2 separate regions of the Sus scrofa genome follow, and region 1 is linked to region 2. A link is a contact called in public HiChIP or PLAC-seq data. All regions are on one chromosome and are shown on one strand. The core of a region is the stretch at or near the end of the contact, and the rest is flanking DNA. Distances in the headings are between cores, read along the strand shown.

Region 1 (2,890 bases), core at 33-2,532, 180 kb before region 2:
CCAGGGTAGTGAGGCAGTCCCAACAGATTTTCCTCCTAAGTTCATTCCCTCCTAGTGCCCACTGCCAACCTCCTCACTCCAGTCATACTGGCTTCCTCCATCAATTCAGGAACACTCTTGCCTCAGGGCCCTTGCACAAGCTGCTTGCTCCCCTTGCCTGGAATTCTCCCCACATCCACATGGCTAACGCCTTCATACACTGCAAGTCTCTGCTCAGATACCAGCTTCCCCACAGGCATACCCTACCCACCCAACTCAAAATTACAACCTACCCTTCACACACCTTCCTTACCCCATTCCCTGCAACCTTTTTTTTCTACAGGACTCATCACTATTTCCAATGCCATATATTATTAATTACATATATATATTTAATTAATTCATTGTTTATCGCTCCTCACCTGACCATCTGAGTATATACTTGAGGTTCGGAATGCTTTGTTCACTGATGAATCCCAGATTGAATAGAGTGCTCAGCATAGATAGATAGATAGATAGATAGACAGACAGACATTCTGCTTTAAATTTGTGTGCCATGGGTATTTATTCCATTGCTAGTGGGCTTTATAAATTAATGTCTAAATAAGTCTTACAATTATATAATTAATAATACAAATTGCACTGAATTTGTCCACTAAAAATGATTATCTTTTTCAGTGCAAACATTTTATTATTATTATTATTATTTGTCTTTTTGTCTTTCTAGGGCTGTACCTGCAGCATATGGAGGTTCCCAGGCTAGGGGTCGAAGCAGAGCTGTAGCTGCTGGCCTACACCACAGCCACAGCAACTTGGGATCTAAGCTGCGTCTGAGACCTACACTACAGCTCATGGCAATGCCAGATCCTTAACCCACTGAGTAAGGCCAAGGATCGAACCTACATCCTCGATGATACTAGTCGGGTTCATTAACCATTGAGCCACCACAGGAACTCCAGTGCAAACATTTTAGATATACAATTTTGTTAACTCTCCTTGGGCCTGCCGTTTTTTAAAATGAACAAGGATGGAAGCCAGCAGAGCTTCCATGTCCGTGTCCCTCACTAATAAATAAACCCAGAGGGCTACCCGCAGTGGTGTAGCATTTAGAATCAACAAGCTTCCAAACAGGGTGGGACTATTTTGTTTTGTTTTAAAGCTGCCCTTTGCACATAACATATGGTTATCTTAAGAGACCAATGAAGCAATCAGGGAGATCTGAAGCCTGGGAACAGTGTGTTCTTTGAAATCCCTCTGACAGCAGCAGACAGTCCCTCCTTCTCTCAAAGCATCCTGAAGGGGAAGTATGTCGGCTTGGACAGTAATGAGACAGGGTGGGAATTCCCCCTTCCCTTTGGTCTGCTTTACAGACAAGCTTCATGAGGGTGAAAGATGGGTCATTTCCATCCACAGATGCTTTAACTTGAAGCCAAGGCTGCCTGGGAAATAAAATATTGGCGCATGAGTGAAGCAAACTTTCATTCCCTCCAAAACAGAATTTTTATAAAAACAAGGGGCATTCAAAATTGCCGACATTTAAACACTGCTGTTTCATAGTGTCACCGATAGATGGCAGCACGCGATCCACCTTTCTTCAACAAGGAGTAGCTTTAACACTGCTTGTCCCCTCGAATGTCCACTGCTTAGTTCTTCAGCTCATCTGAATCTCTCCGTGTAATCAGACAGCAATTTAGATGTACAATAAAATCTTGGGTGTCCCCCCTCCTCCCTGTCTAGATTAAGCTTTTTGGTGACCTCAAACCATAATCAAGCCAACTGTGGTTCTGTGACCTGGAAAAAACAGCGAGGAAATGAAAAACAAACAAAACAAAAAAAACCATACCTTGAGATTTTCAAGGGAGAATGAGATCACGGCAAACAAGCAATTAGAAAAGTAAACTGGGAGCTAGTTATGTTCAGAAGTGTCGAAAGGCAGAGGGGGCAGTTTTTGTGACTTGCCTTTTTAGGATCGCTATATCCAAACACAGAGAGCTGTATCATGAACGCTCATATAGGAGCGATGTCTATGTAGCTGACCACTGCAGTTCCTTCCAGTTCCAAACATTTCTCATCTGTGACCAAAAAAGTTCCAGAGGATAAGTTTTGAATAGAATAAACTTATTTTCCCTAGAAAATACTTCCCTATCAAATACTATCTTTGGCCAGTATTTTAAAAACAAACCAAAAAACCTTCATGTAAACCAAAATATTTAACAGAAAGAAAATCAAAACCTAGTGGACCTGCCCACTAGAACAGTGTACTTTAAACTACAGGTCACAATTGATTGCTGTTTTGGTAACTATGTAGGCCATGACAAGCATTGTAGAATATATTACAATACAATACAATATGCTACTATACAATGCAATATATTAAAGTGCATCCCTGTGTAGAGGGTTTTAAAGTAAAATTTCTTGCTCTGAGTCATGGCCAAAGAAAACTTGGAAAACTCAACCTGCTTTCAACCTGTGTATTTTCTAAAGTCCAAAGCGAATAAGCCCCACGATCAAAAAATCAAATTTAACAAATAGAATTTAGGGCGAATCTTGAGTGGCATCAAACACCAAGTTAAATTAAAGCCCTCCTCAACCACTGGTATGCAATTACAGAGAATTAGACCTTTTATCGTCATCATTATCCATATATCCACGATTTTCCAAAACAATTTCATTTTGGAAAAATCTAGCCACAGGGTTAAACTGCTAGGCCAGAAGTCAAAACTTAAATGTCTAAATTAGCTGGTCAGGTAAAACAAATGAGTGAATCAGGTCAGGAGCAGCAAGGGATTGATTTTGGATTTTATGGGAAATATGCAATTTTTTACAGTTAAGTAACATTTTTAAAAGGAGAAATGAAAAAGATATTTTGCTGGGCAGAAAGCAGGCCTGCTGTGGATTGACTTGTATGCCC
Region 2 (2,700 bases), core at 153-2,652:
TCAAGTAATTTACCCATAGCTTCAGTGACATGCACTTGATGGATAGGATCATAAGAACTTGTGATGTCAAACTCCAATGCAGAGATTTCCCAAAGGAAGTAGGAAGGAAATGAAGTGACCTCTTACTGCTGCTCTGGGTACCAAGACCCAAATTCTCCTCCTCTGAGGAGAGCAGTGTCCAAACACCTTTCAGCCTCAACCACATCTGGGGTCTCTTCATTCCTTTGTAAGTGAGCAGCTTCGGGCACCTTCCAGAGTGTGCTATCATGGGCTGGAGAATATTAATTGTGAATTTTCACAACAGCCAACACATGGAAACAACCTAAATGTCCATCAACAGATGAGTGGATCAAGAAGATGTGTTTTATATACACAGTAGAATACTACTCAGTCATTAAAAAGAACAAACTGCCATTTGCAGCAATATAGATGCAACTAGAGATTCTCATACTAAGTGAAGTAAGTCAGAAAGACAAATACTATATGATATCACTTATATGTGTAATGTAAAATATGGCACAAATGAACCTATCTATAAGCAAAGACAGATTTATAAGCAAAGACAGATTCACAGACATAGAGAACAGACTTGTGGTTGTCAAAGCAGAGGGGGAAGGGAGTGAGATGGATGGAGAGTTCGGGGTTAGTAGATGAAAATTATTACATTTAGAATGGGTAAGCAATGAGGTCCTGCTGCACAGCACAGAGAACTCTATTCAGTCTCTTGGGATAGACCACGATGGAAGATAATATGAGAAAAGGAATGTATATATGTGCATATGACTGAGTCACTTTGCTGTACAGCAGAAACTGGCACAACATTGTAAATAAACTATACTTTAATAAAAAAATCAAGATACCCACAAATAATAATAACAATAACAGTGAATTTCCAAGGATCCCATAGAATCATGCTCCAAGGATTCTCTCATTCTCTGCCGGGGGAGACAGCCATTCCATACAATGGTCCACATAGCTGAGCTGTCAATACAGTAATTCAGCCTCCCCAGGTTAGAGCATCCTGAGAGGTCTTAGCACGCAGAGGTGATTTTACTGGAAGAGTTCCTGGAAGAGTTCACACTGCCTGTCAGTGGGACGCTCACCCACTAGAATCCTGCCCACTAGAAATCTATCTTCAGTGGCTGCCATCCATTGTTGGTGGAAGGCTGAAGAACTGGAGCCAATAGGACATGTCAGAGGCCTCAGCCCCACTACTGGTGAACCAGATGTCCTCTGGGTGTATACTTTGCTTTAGGTAAGGCTTTCACAGTTTTGAAAACCCAGAAAGCAGAGCAGGGGGTGGAAATGGCGTTTATTTAGCAGACCCTTATCTTAGACATGCACAGGCCAGGAAAAGTCAGCCCAGTGCCCTGGAGTTCCCGCCCAGTCTGTGGATTATTGGGGGCACTTCCCGGAAGGCTCAGGTGCTACAGATGCCTTGCAAGGCCACAGGGGAAAAACTCTCAGGGCTCTTCTGATGCCCAAGGGGCCGCGCTGTCAGCTCCTCAGTCACACGAGGTTTCTCATTCCAGGCTGAGATAAGGCAGTTACATTGAAACTATTGCATCACCTTGCTGCAGTCATGCATGATTAAATAGATATGCTGGAAAGAGAGGGGAAGGGGGCTGATTACAGAGTTGAAGGAGTGTCATTTATGGTAAAAAGACCTTTTTCCTTCCGTTCATAGTAAAATCAATCACGGGTGGGGGTAATTGATACAACATGCTTTGAGTGTTGGTTTGATCTCGCCATTTCTAAGCAGTGTTTCCCATTCTTTTCTCCTCTTGCTTTTTTCTTAAGCAACCTTAAAGAAACCTAAATAAAGTTTGGGCCGAGGGCGGATGAAGGGGACATGGAGTATGATAGTCACTTTTGTTCCAGTGTTAATTTTCAAAAACTCCGGATGGCTAATACTGAAAGCCAGTGCAGAGCGCGCAGAGTTAAAGAACTCGCCGCCACCTCTCCTCCGGGCTGCAGCGCTGAATCACACACAGGGGAAGGAAAGTCTGTCTCACAGAATTATTAATTCACTACTGTGATTTCTTTCTCTGTTGCTAAAGGGGAGCTGGGGGAGGGGGTGTGGTAAGTCGAGTGGGCAGCCAGGAAATGTGACATTTGCCTTCGTTCCTTGTGATTGGAGGAAATTCTGTCTTCTTTGGGTTCAGAAATTTTTAGCACTGTAACTTTTTTGTTGTTGTTTAAATGTTTGACTTCTCTCAGTGGAAGCTACCCCAAGCCCATCTCTCTGGGGCTATATATATACAAACTTTATTAAATAATGTCATCCAGATGGAGGGCTGCACAGAACGTCCTAACTCCTCAGGTAAATACATGTGTAATTCTTGTGTAGAATTCTTCAGTCAAGTCTGCTCAGACCTGTTACCGTCAGTCTCCTCTTTGACCTTCACCTCACTTTTCCACTGTATCTTCTTTCAATGAGAAGTGGTCATAATTATGAATGATCTCCAACGTTTGCTGTCTGAAGACCCAGAGTCACTAAGAAGGAATCAAGCCTAAGATGCTGGACGAAGAGCAAGTGACATGTAAATAAATATCCCTTGCAATATAGGTGGTGAGAAAGTTGAGATGATGTGCAGCAACTATTTTGAGTTATTTATATGACATATTTCCTCATATTTAGGAGCCATATGCTAAATAATGCAGGACTAATTTAATATAACCTCAGGACACTTCATTTCA

What was found. HiChIP or PLAC-seq counts read pairs in DNA pulled down with a chosen protein or histone mark.
Region 1: an H3K27ac HiChIP or PLAC-seq map of alveolar macrophages shows a contact between it and region 2. The contact joins two enhancer-like sites. A contact is called at or near these places in 1 of 5 promoter capture datasets (fetal skeletal muscle) and 1 of 2 datasets of contacts at active chromatin or transcription factors (alveolar macrophages).

Annotation. Positions count from the first base shown.
Region 1 is chr1:26,642,408-26,645,297 of Sscrofa11.1, reverse strand. All of the region lies in intron 3 of LOC106508840, which reads right to left. Among named protein-coding and RNA genes, the nearest start is that of OLIG3, 160 kb to the left of the region's middle. Within about 2 kb of position 1,282, at least 25 of the 83 cell types and tissues checked have an H3K27ac peak or open chromatin away from gene starts, as enhancers often do. A contact at or near this core is called in alveolar macrophages, where this site is marked.
Region 2 is chr1:26,462,428-26,465,127 of Sscrofa11.1, reverse strand. No RefSeq gene overlaps it. Among named protein-coding and RNA genes, the nearest start is that of TNFAIP3, 22 kb to the left of the region's middle. Within about 2 kb of position 1,402, at least 8 of the 83 cell types and tissues checked have an H3K27ac peak or open chromatin away from gene starts, as enhancers often do. A contact at or near this core is called in alveolar macrophages, where this site is marked.